Regions from separate parts of the Sus scrofa genome. Here regions 1 and 3 are each linked to region 2. The links are chromatin contacts, called in public Hi-C and HiChIP or PLAC-seq maps. All regions are on one chromosome and are shown on one strand. Each heading gives the region's core, a stretch centred on a gene start, on an enhancer-like site or on the middle of the called end of the contact. The rest is flanking DNA. Distances are from core to core; before and after follow the strand shown.

What was found. A called contact is a pair of places that touch in the nucleus more often than the background predicts. HiChIP or PLAC-seq counts read pairs in DNA pulled down with a chosen protein or histone mark.
Region 1: a contact with region 2 is called in a Hi-C map of skeletal muscle, with 11 times the contacts expected there. The contact joins the promoter of MUS81 here to the promoter of SART1 in region 2. A contact is called at or near these places in 1 of 5 promoter capture datasets (liver), 10 of 47 Hi-C or Micro-C datasets (embryonic fibroblasts, epiblast stem cells, heart right ventricle and 6 more) and 2 of 2 datasets of contacts at active chromatin or transcription factors (alveolar macrophages and skeletal muscle).
Region 3: an H3K27ac HiChIP or PLAC-seq map of alveolar macrophages shows a contact between it and region 2. The contact joins the promoter of SNX32 here to the promoter of SART1 in region 2. A contact is called at or near these places in 5 of 47 Hi-C or Micro-C datasets (embryonic fibroblasts, heart right ventricle, liver and 1 more) and 2 of 2 datasets of contacts at active chromatin or transcription factors (alveolar macrophages and skeletal muscle).

The regions. Positions count from the first base shown.
Region 1 is chr2:6,469,259-6,473,889 of Sscrofa11.1, reverse strand. It overlaps MUS81 (crossover junction endonuclease MUS81), which reads left to right and starts at 3,110. Exons shown (of 16, transcript XM_003122526.5): 1 at 3,110-4,631. CFL1 (cofilin 1) reads right to left here and starts at 2,332. Exons shown (of 4, transcript NM_001004043.1): 1 at 2,252-2,332; 2 at 44-351. The coding sequence starts at 2,254.
Region 2 is chr2:6,370,648-6,374,831 of Sscrofa11.1, reverse strand. It overlaps SART1 (U4/U6.U5 tri-snRNP-associated protein 1), which reads left to right and starts at 1,490. Exons shown (of 20, transcript XM_003122517.6): 1 at 1,490-1,899; 2 at 3,959-4,016. The coding sequence starts at 1,587. TSGA10IP (testis-specific protein 10-interacting protein) reads left to right here. Exons shown (of 9, transcript XM_021083386.1): 9 at 53-215. The coding sequence ends at 176.
Region 3 is chr2:6,485,352-6,490,020 of Sscrofa11.1, reverse strand. SNX32 (sorting nexin-32) reads left to right here and starts at 1,286. Exons shown (of 13, transcript XM_003122527.4): 1 at 1,286-1,764. The coding sequence starts at 1,729. It overlaps LOC100511545, which reads right to left and starts at 1,168. Exons shown (of 6, transcript XR_002341440.1): 1 at 1-1,168.

The DNA of each region.
Region 1 (4,631 bases), core at 1,861-4,360, 97 kb before region 2:
GGGCAGGGCAGAGCCGGGGCAGGTGCCCGCAGGAGGAGCTCACCAGAAGATGAACACCAGGTCCTCCTTCTTGCTCTCCTTGGTCTCGTAGGTGGCGTCATAGAGGGCGTAGCGGCAGTCCTTGTCCGGCAGCATCTTGACAAAGGTGGCATAGGGGTCGTCTACAGTCTGGCCCACGTCACCCACGAGGATCTCCTTGCCCTCCTCCAGGATGATGTTCTTCTTGTCCTCGCTCAGGCAGAAGAGCACCGCCTTCTTGCGCTTCTTCACCTCCTCCGGTGTCGAGGACTTACGCACCTTCATGTCATTGAACACTTTGATGACCCCGTCAGAGACAGCCACACCGGAGGCCTAGAGGACGGGCCGCATGTACCTCATAAGGAAGAGGTTTCTGGGAAGTGCCCTGAAGTCCCTCCTCCGCTTTCTGGGGAGATCTGTCTAGACGCCACGGGGTGTAGTCCTTACTCCCAAGAGGTCATGAATCCCCTCCCCAAGACAAGTGTCTCTATCTCCCCACCCCAGTTCCTGTCCAAGGACCAGATGTCACACAACCCCAGAATGGCAACCGTGAGAGACACATCTGGTCAAGTAACTCAGTATCCTTCCTTCCCAGCCTGACATCCTGCAGGCTAGAGTCTGAAGACCTGCGAGCAGCAGAGCCTTGGCCCAGATGGGAGCCCAGAATTGAAAGAACCTACAGAACTGACTACTGGCTCGTTTCCTACTCACATCCTCAATCTCGGCTTTTGCCTCCTGTGCTGACTCAGAACTTCACGGAGGTGGAAGAGGACCCAGACACCCAGGCTACAGTCACTTCTGAGAACCAGGACCCCATAATGCTACATGGGACACCAGCGGTGCTCAACTGTTCTAACAAGTCCATCAGAACTGTCCCATGCGGTGACTACACAAGCTGTCCTATCCTCCGCTGGGGTCTTCCTAAACCCAAGCAAGAACCACAAACGCCTAATTAAGGCCCTACCCAACAACTCCCTGTTCCCCAGAATATATGCAGGCCCCAAAAGTCACTGATCTAAGTTAGCACTCCAAACACCTTGGCCCTTGAGAGCTCTTTAAACTTTTCTGGGTCGTGCTGGGGCCCAACCTAGCCGGGAGAGAGTGACTGTCCAAGGTAAAAACCTGCCCCCGCTCCCGGAACTGCAGAGGAAGCTGGCCACGTGATTGAGCCGCTTCCGGAGTAGGCGGAGAAGAGATCGGCTAGACTCAGACCCCTCCCCGAGAAAAACCGGTACACAGATGCAGAGACACCTCTAGACTCTCAACCCCAAGGAATCGCCTTTACCCACCAGCTTACTGGTCCCCTCCGCTGAGGGCCTGGGCACGTTACACAACCTTCGGCCCTCGAAGCCTTCGGGCTGAACAGAGGGGGCGGGGTGGTTTCCGGGCGGTGCCCGCCTGGGTCACTTCCCTAAACTCAGCTCCACCCTCAGGCCCCATCCGGGAAAGCCGACGGCCCCACTTGTCCAGGGATTCGGGCCCGGCGGCCAGGCCTGAGCGAGTGCGCACGCGCCGGCCGACAGCGCCGTTCCATCCCTCGCCGGGAGTACTCGGCGGAGAACCCAGCTCGTCTCGTGGGCTCGCTCCCGAGCGCGGCCGTGGTCGCTGCGGGGTCCGCTGCGCGGGGCAAGCCCCCAATCTCAGGCGCCTGCGCCAAAACCCGGACACCCCCGCATCCCAGCTAGCCGCGCCGCCCCCGCCCCTTGTGGGCATCCCTGCCACCTGCTCTCGAGACAGACCCGCCTGCGAGGGAGGGTGACGCGAAGACAGGAACAGCCCTTGGGTGGGGCGCGCGCGCCGAGAGCGCTCGCGCGCTTTTCCTTCGCCGCCCCCGAGCCAGGTTTGGATGCCGCGTGCTCCCAGCGCGCGCGCGCACCCGCGAACCCATTCGCTTCGGCACCGCCGCGACGCGCGACACCGGCTGCTCCGCGACGGCCGCGCACCCGCGCGCCCTGGACCCCTCCCCCACGGCCAGTGTCCGCGCGGGCGCAACAGCGGAGTGGGGGAGGGGAGGGGAGTCCAGGGGGCGCGCGAGCGACGTCCGAGCCGGCCCTCACCGGCGCCCGCGGGCGCGCACGCGCGTCCCAGCGCCGCCCGCCCCTCAGCACGAGACCCTCATCCAGCCGGGGGATCTGGGGGAGGGGGTGCCGACGTCGCTCCCCCGTTCCCTCCCGCGCACGCAGACAATCGACTCGCAGCCGCCTCCCCTCCCGCGCCGTGGCCTGCCGCTCACCATATTTCCGGAAGCGAAAAGGAGATAGCAAGGAGCCAGAAAAGACAAGAGCCGCTTCAGCTGCTGCCGGGATCCGACTGAACGCGGCCTCTCCCGGCCCCTTCCGTTTAGTATGAGCCGCACAATGAGGGGCGGGGCGGGCTTCCGGCGCTCCTCCTGAAGACCGACGGGAAATGAAGTCCGAGGCTCCTGCGCTGTCCTCGGGCCAGCTGGGTAGCAGAGTCTTTTTCATCTGACAGCGTCTGGTCGTCACGTTGCATACTGGGAAGTGTAGTCCGGGGACAGCTGAGAGGGGCGGGACTACAGCAAGGAGAGCGCGCGGGTTGGTGGAATGCCCCAGGAAACGCTCTGCACAGAGCCAAGGCCTCGGTGCTGGGTGATTTGACCTGAAAATGAGCCTCGATTTCGCGCTTCTTTATCCCGTACCGAAACGGTTTTCCTAAGGTCCATCCTGGCGTTTTTCTGGATCTCTTGGTCTAAAAATTTCCAGTGACTTGGTATTTTGCTTTTGTGAATTGAAGCAACTATTCATTGGTCTGGAATCCAGTCCTAGAGCAAGGAGAATCCCAAGTATAAGGAGACTTCAATCCAGGACACATTCATTAACCATTCTCCATACTCAAAAGACACTCTTGTCTACTGAGGAAAGGCGATGTGCAATTTCAATAAAATAAGAGAAAAAAAACACAAGGAAAGACTACAAAGAAATCTTTGAAAATAGAGCTTTGTACTAGTTTTAAAAGCATTTGGCATATTCATGAGGCAATAAAGGGAGAAGAGCAGGGATTTATGCATTCGAAGATTACCGCCTTTTACTAGGCAGTGAGCAGAGGAAACAGATTTTATTTTATTTTTGCCATTTCTTGGGCTGCTCTCACGGCATATGGAAGTTCCCAGGCTAGGGGGTCGAATCGGAGCTGTAGCTGCCAGCCTATGCCAGAGCCACAGAAAGGCGGGATCCGAGCTGCGTCTGCGACCTACAGCACAGCTCACGGCAATGCCGGATCCTCAACCCACTGAGCAAGGGCTGGGATCGAACCCGCAACCTCATGTTCCTAGTCGGATTCGTTAACCGCTGCTCCACGACGGGAACTCCAGGAAACAGATTTTAAACCAGACTTAAATCTCGTTCTCCAGTTGGTAACCAGGCATATGGTTAATTTAATACCCACAGAAATTAAAACAGAAGCTCTGTGGGAGCATAACCTTCAAAAAACAGACTAGGGTGGGGGACTCCAGGGAGATTTCATTGGCTTTCAACAAAGGCCATAGCCGCTTACTCTGCAGAAGACAGGGTCGCAAACAAGAGAATTGGGGGCATCGATCCCATATGCAGAATAAAGGCTGTAAATGAAGAGCTGGAAGCTTGGTCTTCAGCTGGGGAGCAACACCCGAGACTGGGGTATGTCGCAGAGCATGCCGGGGACTGTAGTCGGGGACGTACCGCTGCATTGCCCCCCCACCGGGAGCATCAGGTGGGGACCGCAGCTCGACCGCCGCCTCCTGCAAGAGACCTTGCTACAAGATGAGATTGGCTCCACCTTTTTGAGCTTCGGAGTTTCCAAGAGCAACGAGGAGGGGGGTGGGAGATTTCGCAGTTACCCTGGAGACGCGCTCCCGCCCGCCCCTAGCTGCGGGATGCCCTAGATGTCCTTATTAGGACAAGAGACTAGAGGGGGCGGGTCCAATCCGAACGCCTGCTGGAGGCTCCTTATAAGGCAGCGTCAGGCGGGAGGCGGGAGTGCGGAGCCGGCCGGGGGGTGCGGGATCGAGGCTGGGCGGAGTCTGAAGGGGCAGGCCTGGAGCTCGGGCGCCCGCCTCTCCACTCCCGAAAGGCCCCAGACCCACACCTCGCCACTTCCGGTATGGCAGATGTCGGCTGCTGTAACTTGCTGGCGAGACTCTCGTGCTCAAGTGGAACCCCCTTTGCATAGTTCCCATCTTAACCTTCCTGAGAGTCCCCCACCTCCAACGAGTCACAAGAACGATGAAGTGTTCTTCCCTTGTCCGTATTTCTCACCCCCGGGTTGCTACCCCGAATCCAACAACATGCCCATGTCAGCCCCTCCCACATGCCTCGATGTCCAGCACCTCCTACTTGTCCCCTTTCTGTTTGTCTACTGTCTCCCTCTCCCTGTCCTCCCAGCTTTGGCCTTCCCTGCACGTCCTCGTCTTCGCGCCCCTCCCCCACTGCTCTGGATGGGGAGGCCCACATGGGATCACCATTTCCTCGGAGGGTCTTTCAGCTCTTTCTGCGTTACCTTTGTGTCCTCATTCCTAATGTCCTTCCTACAAAAACAACTGAACCCATCTGCTTCCCCATCCTCCCACCTCTCGGATTCTTCACTAGGCCAGTTTCTCCAGCGTCCTCCGCTAGAGC
Region 2 (4,184 bases), core at 241-2,740:
GGGACAGAGAGCTGTAGAGCCCAGTGGCCTCTTGGTGTCTTTTGTCTTTAAGGAGCCACAGGTCAGTGGGGGCAAGAATGCAGGACTCTTCTCAGAGCCCCACGAAGACAGGATCCACCGGCAGCCAGCCTGATAAGCACTCTAACTCAAGCTCAGACCAGGAGTCTGGTGTCTAAGATTAAAATTAAAAATAAAATTAAATGCTTTGTGGAAAATAGTGTGAGATTTCTGGTGGTGGGAAGGGGCTGCGTGTTGGGAGCTGGCGGTGGCAGGTGGGTTTGCAGCAGGCTTTCCCCACATCCCAGAGGAACTCTGGCTGTTCTGGCTGCCCCCTCCCTGTGCACAGCTCTGCCTCTGCTCCTGAGGTGTGAGCATGGCATCTCCAAGAGCAACAGCGGCAACTTGCCCTAGAAATGCTGGGTCCTAGAAAGTCAAGAGTGAATAGGACAGAATGGCTTCTGCCTTTGGGAACTCCCAGTTCTGGGGGGGAGGAAAGCGGAACTTTAAAGGGGAGCATAATCACAGACAGATGGGCCTCCAGATGGGGCAACTGGGAGGTGAGGGGTGTCAGGAGGGATGGAGAGATTGTGTGAACAGAGTTTTTGTTGTTGTTGTTTATTTGGCTGTGCCTGTGGCATGCGAGAGTTCCTGGGTCAGGAATTGAACCCAAGCCACAGGAGTGACCCAAGTCGCTCCAGTGACAGTCCCGGATCTTTAGATCTTTAACTCGCTGCGCCATAGGAGAATTCCTGTGTAAACTGAGATTTTAGCTTCAAGCAACTTCAAGTTAGAGCTCCTCTCAAGAGGGAAAAAAAAAAAGCAGCAGCAGCTCCCGCGAGCGCGCTCTCTCTCTCTCTCTCTCACACACACACACACACACACACACACACACACACACACACACACACACCCCGATGTGCTAAATTTTGCGTTCGATTTCAGGGGTTCACAGGCATGCAAAGGCCCATCTCGAGCTCCGTAGCAGTCAAAGCGCACGTTAAAAAAACCCAATTCAGGGACCGTGGGAAGGCAGCGTTTGCAGACAATATTAGTTGTGGGGGCTGGGAGGAGGCTGGGTTGTGGAGCTGAGGGTCTCAGGAGCAGAACGTGCTCCGTCCTCCTACACCTGATCGGCCACGACCCCAGGGAGTCTACTAGGAGGACTTCTGCTGGAGCGGCGGGCGCTGCAGTGAGCATCCCGTGGCTGAGGGTGTGCAAGCGGAGGGAAGCCAGGGAGGCCATGCTGGCTTAGATGGGCCCTAGGTCCTTCAAATTCTGGGATACGGTCTTCCCCGGACTCGAACGCGCCCCTCAAGCTTGAGCGCACGCGCAATCCGACCACTATGTCAAAGACCGCCGCTCGGCCAGTGCCGGCCGCGAATGCGCAGTCGGGCCCGATCCCAGCCTTCCCATGAGCCTTTGGGGCAGCTCCGAGGCAAAGGACGGAAGCAGCCGCTCTTGGTTTCCGGCAACGCGACGGCGCAGCCGGGCCCGACCCGGAAGTGTTCCCATTTTGCGCCGTCGGGGCTCGGCGGCGGCGGTGGCGGCGGCGGCGGCGGCGGCGGGGCTCGGGTGGACCTACCACCATGGGGTCGTCAAAGAAGCACCGCGGGGAGAAGGAGGCGGCCGGGACTACGGCAGGAGCGAGCACCGGGAGCGCCACCGAGCAGCCGCCTCGGCACCGGGAGCACAAAAAACACAAGCACCGGAGCAGCGGCGGCGGCAGCAGCGGTGGCGAACGACGAAAGCGGAGCCGGGAGCGTGGGAGCGAGCGCGGGAGCGGGCGGCGCGGGGCCGAAGCGGAGGCCCGCAGCAGCACGCACGGGCGGGAGCGTAGCCAGACAGAGCCCTCCGAGCGCCGCGTGAAGCGGGAGAAGCGAGATGAAGGCTACGAGGCCGGTGAGGGGCGGGGCCTGGGCAGGGGGCGGGGCGATGGGGAGGGTCTCAGGGTGGAGGGCCTCGGGGATGGAAGCCAAGCCCACAGGCCCAGCCATCCCCAGGCCCGTCGTCAGCGCATTTGGAAGGGTCTTGTTTTGATTATTTGGGATTAAGGGTTGGCTTTCTCTGCTAAACTCCGTGAAGGTGGAGATTTTCTCTGTTTTCCTTAACTGACACATCACAGGCACTCGCTAAATGTGTCGAGTGAACGCATGGAGTGGTACCATCGTGTGTAGAGGCAGGAGGACACCTGGTATTGGGCAGGTTATGTAGAGCTCATAGCAGAGACATGAGGCAGGGGTCCGAACACAGAGGCTCCTGCAAGCCTGTTAAGATAATTGAATTTTGTTGGCGTTCCCGTCCTGGCGCAGCGGAAACGAATCCGACTAGGAACCATGAGGTTGTGGGTTCGACCCCTGGCCTGGCTCAGTGGGTTAAGGATCCTGCACTGTCTTGAGCTGTGGTGTAGGTCACAGGTGCAACTCGGATCTGGCGTGGCTGTGGCGGTGGTGTAGGCCGGCAGCTGTAGCTCCAATTCGACCCTTAGCCTGGGAACCTCCATATGCCAGGGTGTGGCCCTGAGAAAACAAAAAACAAAAAATTTTGAACTTTGTTTCAAAAGTAATAGGGAGCCATGAATTCGAGCTGGGGAGCGAGTTAGTCGTATTCACGTTATCACAGAGAACACTGTGTTGAGAACTGGGTAAAGAGCAGTCAAGACCCATAGAGGAGGTAAGGACTGGCCATGGCTGGCACCAGGGCAGCAGCAGCGGGATGGAGAGTCGTTGACCCATTGGAGAGGTGTTTTGGAGGAGGAGGTGACAGAGCTTAAGCACTTGGATGACAGTGGGAAGGAGAAGAAGGAATTGAGGATGGTCCTTGGATTTTGGCTGGTGTGACCAGGTGGGTGGTAGTGTTGTCGACGGAAGTTGAGTTTGGAAGAGAAGCAGATTTTTTGGAGAGAGACAGTGAATTCAGTTTTGAGGAGTGTTGCATGAGGCACATGGGGAAACTCAGGGCTTGGGCAGGACAGAGCAGTTTGAGAGTCATAAGGGTTCAATGGCAAATGAAGTCCCTTGAGAGAGTGAGGATTGAGAAGCCAGGGTCGGGGGCAGAACCTCAGGAATGTCTACGTTTTAGTAGCAGGCGGAGCAAGATGGTACAAAAAAGGAGGTTGGATGTTCCCCAAAGCAAGAATACCATAGCATCTCATGTCATGGGATCTGTGGGCGTGATCAGTGGTGTCACACACCACAGGAGATGAGGCAAAACCAGAGTGGCAGAGAATCCATCGGATTTACAGACAAGGAGGCTGGCGACCTTGGAGCGAGCACGGAGGTGCTTGGGAGTCAGGGTCCAGGTGGGGTGGGAGGGAAAGACGTAGGTTGCGAGGTGGCCATGCTGGAGGGAGGAGCTCCAGCCGATGGCGTCCAGCTTCTGTGTGTGGCATTCTGTGTGTGACATTTGCTGTTTATGAGGTGGGTGAAAGAGCTCAGAAGCGCTGCTTTATTTCCTGTAGCATCCTCACAGCACAGGCGCCAGTAAGTGTATTTTTTGACTGTGTGAATTACACAGAGAGAACACAGATATGCTGCCAACATGGGCCCTGCCCTGTGAGCAAAAACAGACCTGGAGATGGCCGTGACCGTGCTGTGGAGTGCAGGGGAGAGGAGTTGGTGCTGATCAGGAATCAGGACTCCGGCCTCTGATTGTTGCGTTTGGATAGCATCTTGCTAATCAGAGTGAGGCCAGAGAGGGCCGTGTAGGTTGTAACAACAGAATACACAGAGGTGGAGAGGTGGCAGAGTGAAGGATGTGGCAGGTTGGACCTTTTGGATCAGAAGGTGTGTCGACAGCCTGGGAGTCAGGTAGGAGGAGCCCCTGGGATGGAGGAAGGCTGCTGTTCCCTGATGTCTCGGGGCAGATGGGGGACCCTCACCTTCAGCCCTGCGGCTGGAGCCAAGGAAGTGGCTTCTGGGCCCCGTGTTCAGCTCCTGAGCCTCTCTCTCTCTTGTTCCAGCTGCCAGCTCCAAGACTAGCTCGGGCGATGCCTCGTCACTCAGCATCGAGGAGACCAAGTGAGTACTGTCACCTTTATGCTACTGTGTCTTCTTCTGAGACGGGCAGCTTTGGGGGCAGCAGGTGGGTGAAGCTTTCTCATCGTAGAGCCTTCTGCTTGGGATTTGGAAGTGCCATAGAAACCATCTTAGCCAACGATTTGCATTACAGAAGTGGACACTCAGACC
Region 3 (4,669 bases), core at 37-2,536, 120 kb before region 2:
CACCAGCTTCTCTCTGCTTGAACTCAGCTTCTCCCCACTCGACCTCAGCTTCTCCCCACTCGACCTCAGCTTCTCCCCACTCGACCTCAGCTTCTCCCCACTCGACCTCAGCTTCTCCCCACTCGACCTCAGCTTCTCCCCACTCGACCTCAGCTTCTCCCCACTCGACCTCAGCCTCTCCCCACTCGACCTCAGCCTCTCCCCACTCGATCTCAGCCTCTCCCCACTCGATCCCAGCCTCTCCCCACTCGACCTCAGCCTCTCCCCACTCGATCTCAGCCTCTCCCCACTCGATCCCAGCCTCTCCCCACTCGACCTCAGCCTCTCCCCACTCGACCTCAGCTTCTCCCCACTCGACCTCAGCCTCTCCCCACTCGATCTCAGCCTCTCCCCACTCGATCCCAGCCTCTCCCCACTCGACCTCAGCCTCTCCCCACTCGACCTCAGCTTCTCCCCACTCGACCTCAGCTTCTCTCCACTCAGCCTCAGCTTCTCTCCACTCAGCCTCAGCTTCTCTCCACCAGACCTCAGCTCCTCCTCATTCTGCCCTAGGTCATTGCCTCTGGATCTCAAGTCCTCACCACTGGTCCTCCCTCCAGTAAAGTTCAACCTCTCTTTAAACCCAGACCCCTTCCTAGGCCCTGGCGTTGTCCCGGCATTCTCAGATTCAGCCTCGATTTTGTGTCTGACTTCTTGCTTTCCCCACATCTTCTTTGAGCGCTCTTTCCCCAAACCCGCGGAAGCCTGTAATGCACTGGCTACACTGTGCCCTCGTCTCGCACCCTGACTCCGGCCTGATTTTCCTCTCAAGGCTGTCTTCTCCACATCTTCCACTCTCGAGTCCTCAGACTCAAGCTTCGGGTCCCACATCCTAGGCTTTTGCGTATTTCTACCCAGGAGCTCCATTCTCTTCCCGATCACGATGAGCCCGTTCCAGGGCATCCACAATTTTTCTCGCGTCGTCTGCGCCCCTCTACTTCCTGGCTCCAGCAGCGACCGCCCGCGGGCCCAGGCCTGGCCTCGGGGGCTCTGGCCGCGGGTCTTGTCGCGCCCCCTCGCTGCCCTGTGCGGCTTACCCCTCCACTCCCTCATGTCCCAGGGAGGAAAGACAAACGGAACCCCTTTCTTGACAGACATTAGCCCCGACCCTCGTCCCTAGTCCGCCACCCCCACCACGTCTCCCCCACCCCCCACCCCCCGCCTCCCACCCGGCCCGCTGGCCCGCCGCCCCGCCCACCGCCTAGAGGGCGCGAGACTGGGCGAGTGCGCACGCGCAGACCGCGCGAGGCCGTTGGAAGCCTCGGCCCAGAGCGGTGGAGGACGGCAACCCGCAAGCCTGAGGCGGGGCCTAACGTGACACGAGACCTCTGCGACCCTGGAGCCCCCCCCGACTCCAGTACCCACTTTGTCGCCTGTCCCCGGCCCTCTCAGTTCCCCACTGCCCCCTTAAAAGCCGGGACCTGGGCAAGGGAATGACAGGCTTTACAGCCAATGGCGTCCCGCACAGTAAACCTGCTACCCAATCAAAAGGCGCGGCTGCGAGAGAAAGGCGAGGGAACCACGCCCTACTCCAGGTGACTCCTGGGCAGGGAGGGGAGCGTGCCACCGTCATCAGATAGGGTCCCTACTCAGTCTGTTCCTCCAGGCGAGTTACCGAGGACCAAACTGCGGGAGCGCGCGGGCAGTGGCCTGCGGCGGCATCTTTGTGTGCTATAGTCGAGGAGAGTGATGGAGGAGCATCAAGAGGCTGGGAAGGAGAGCAAGGTAGAGAAAGGATGCAAACCCCCTCCCAACCTTCCCCTCACTCCGTGGTACCCAGTGCTACCCAGTCAGGGAGTGGTGGTGATGTGTGTTTTCGCGCGCACGCGTGAGCTAGAGAAAGAAGAGACCTGAGCAAGGGGTGGGGCGCCTCTATGGCATCTGCATGGGGACTGGTGAGGATGCCAAAGAAGGCATCTTTACCTTTGCCCTAACAGAAAAGGCCCCATCGCTCCTACTTCTCCCCTCCCCAGGACCGAGTCATGCTGGTTTAATGGGAAAGAAAAGGCAAGGATGTTAAGGATTGAGAAGGGGCTGGAGTGCCTTCCTCTTTTCCCAAAGTGTGGGGAATCCTGTTCAGAAATGATGGCTTCACTTGCGTATCTGTTTGTATAATCGTAAAGCCATTAATTCTTTCCACCTCACCTCAGTCAACAAATAGTTTCTGAGCATTCTTGTACCAGGAATGGTTGTACAGAAGTGCTCACTTTTAGGGATTGGAGGCATGTACATTAGTGGGCTGTGACAGGATGGAGCAGCTATGGTCCATCTTTGAAGTCCCATCTCCCTCAAGCAGTTACCAAACAGAAAGGAGACAGGGGACTTGGGGACCTATAGCACCAATGAGCCAGACTGTGTGTTATGTGTGCGGGGGGGCAGGGGGGCAGTTGGGCAAAGGGAGAGCCTGCCCTGGGGGTGTCAGAGAAGCCAAGAAGTAAGAAATGGGGTTCAGGAGTTCCTGTTGTGGTGCAGCGGAAACGGATCCGACCAGGAGGTTTCGGGTGGGATCCCTGGCCTTGCTCGGTGGCTTAAGGATCTGTCGTGGCCGTGAGCTGTGGTGTAGGTTGCAGATGCGGCTCGGATCTGGCATTACTGTGGCTGTGGTATAGGCCAGCAGCTGTAGCTCTGATTAGACCCCTAACCTGGGAACCTTCATATGCCATGGGTGTGGCCCTAAAAAGCAAAAAAAAAAAAAAAAAAAAAAAAAAATTGGGGTTCAAGTGCACTGTGGAGAGGTGAAAGCGGCTGAGAGACACAAAGTATGGAACAGACAGCATCTGTTTCACTGTTTATCTGTGTTCATATTCATGGTTAAATTAGTTAATATGTATATAAAGTGCTTAGAGCAGTGCCTGGCATAGAGGAAGAACAAATATAAATGTTTGCTGTTATATTACTATGGCTGTCATCATATGGGATGGTTTGTGTTTCGAGGATGTACTGGACTACCAGACTGATGGATGCACCCACCCTCAACCTTTGTAGGTGCCAGACTCTGAAAGTACTACTAGACCTTGTCCTCTTGAGTAAGCATTACCTTCTTCAAGATTCTCCTTTAAGTACAGAGAAATGAAAAGGATAATAAATGAATATCTAAATATAATAGGAAAAGTGAAATAACATAAAATTGAGTAATCTAACAGAAGTCAAGAAAGAATAAAAGAACAAAAAATAGATGAGACAAAGAGAAAATGAAAAGCAAGATGGCAGGTTTATAGCTTACTGTATCAGTAATTACAGTAGTGATGACTGGAACAAACACTGCAATTAAAAAAACAAACATTTGCAGGAGTTCCTTTCATGGCTCAGTGGTTAAGGAATCTGACTAGCATCCGTAAAGACGCAGGTTCGATCCCCGGGCTTGTTCAGTGGGTTAAGGGTCCAGCATTGCCGTGAGCTGTGGTGTAGGTTGCAGACTCGGCTCGGATCCTGCATTGCTGTGACTGTGGCCGGCAGCTACGGCTCTGATTTGATCCCCTAGCCTGGGAACCTCCTTATGCCAGGGGTGTGGCCCTAAAAAGCAAAAATTTTAAATTAAAAATTAAAAAAAAATCAGATTGGATGTTTTTTTCTTTTTTCGGCTGTACCTACAGCATATGGAAGTTCCCAGGCCAGGGATCGAATCCAAACCACAGCTGCGACCTACACCACAGCGGTAGAAACACCAGATCCTTGACCCCCTGTGGTGGGCCAGGGATTGAACCATCAAAACCACAGAGATGAACCAGATCATTAACCCACTGCACCACAGCGGGAACACCCAGAATGGATTTTTTTTTTTTTTTTTTTTTTTGTCTTTTTGCCTTTTCTAGGACTGCTACCCGCGGCATATGGAGGTTCCCAGGCTAGGGGTCTAATCGGAGCTGTTGCTGCTGGCCTACGCCAGAGCCACAGCAACACCCGATCCAAGTCGCGTCTGCGACCTACACCACAGCTCACGGCAACACGGGATCCTTAACCCACTGAGCAAGGCCAGGGATTGAATCCGCAACCTCATGGTTCCTAGTCGGATTCGTTCACCACTGCGCCAAGACAGGAACTCCCCAGATTGGATTTTTAAAAGACACTATATTCTGGTAAAAGAGACATACTTTATAAAGACTCAGAAATATTGAAAAAATAGTGGAAAATATACACCATGAGCACACTAACCAAAAAAAAACCTGGTGTAGCTTTATTAATTTCAAAGTAGACTGTAAGAAAGTAGTATCGGTAGAAATAAGAGGAACATTTTATAAAGATTAAAAAGCCACTTCAGGGAGTTCCCACTGTGGCTCAGCGGATTATGAACTAGTATCCAGGAGGATTTGGGTTCAATCCCTGGCCTTGTTCAGAGCATTAAGGATCTGGTTGCTGAGACTGTGGCGTAGGTCGCAGATGCAGCTTGGATCCTGCATTGCTGTGGCTGTGGCGTAGGCTGGCAATTGCAGTTCCAGTTTGACCCCTTGCCCTGGTACTTCCACATGCCCTGGGTGTGGTCATTAAAAAAAAAAAAAAGGTAAGGAGTTCTTGTCATGGCGCAGCGGAAATGAATCCCACTAGGAACCATGAGGTTGCAGTTTTGATCCCTGGCCTTGCTTAGTGGGTTAAGGATCTGGTATTCCTGTGAGCTGTGGTGTAGGTCGCAGAT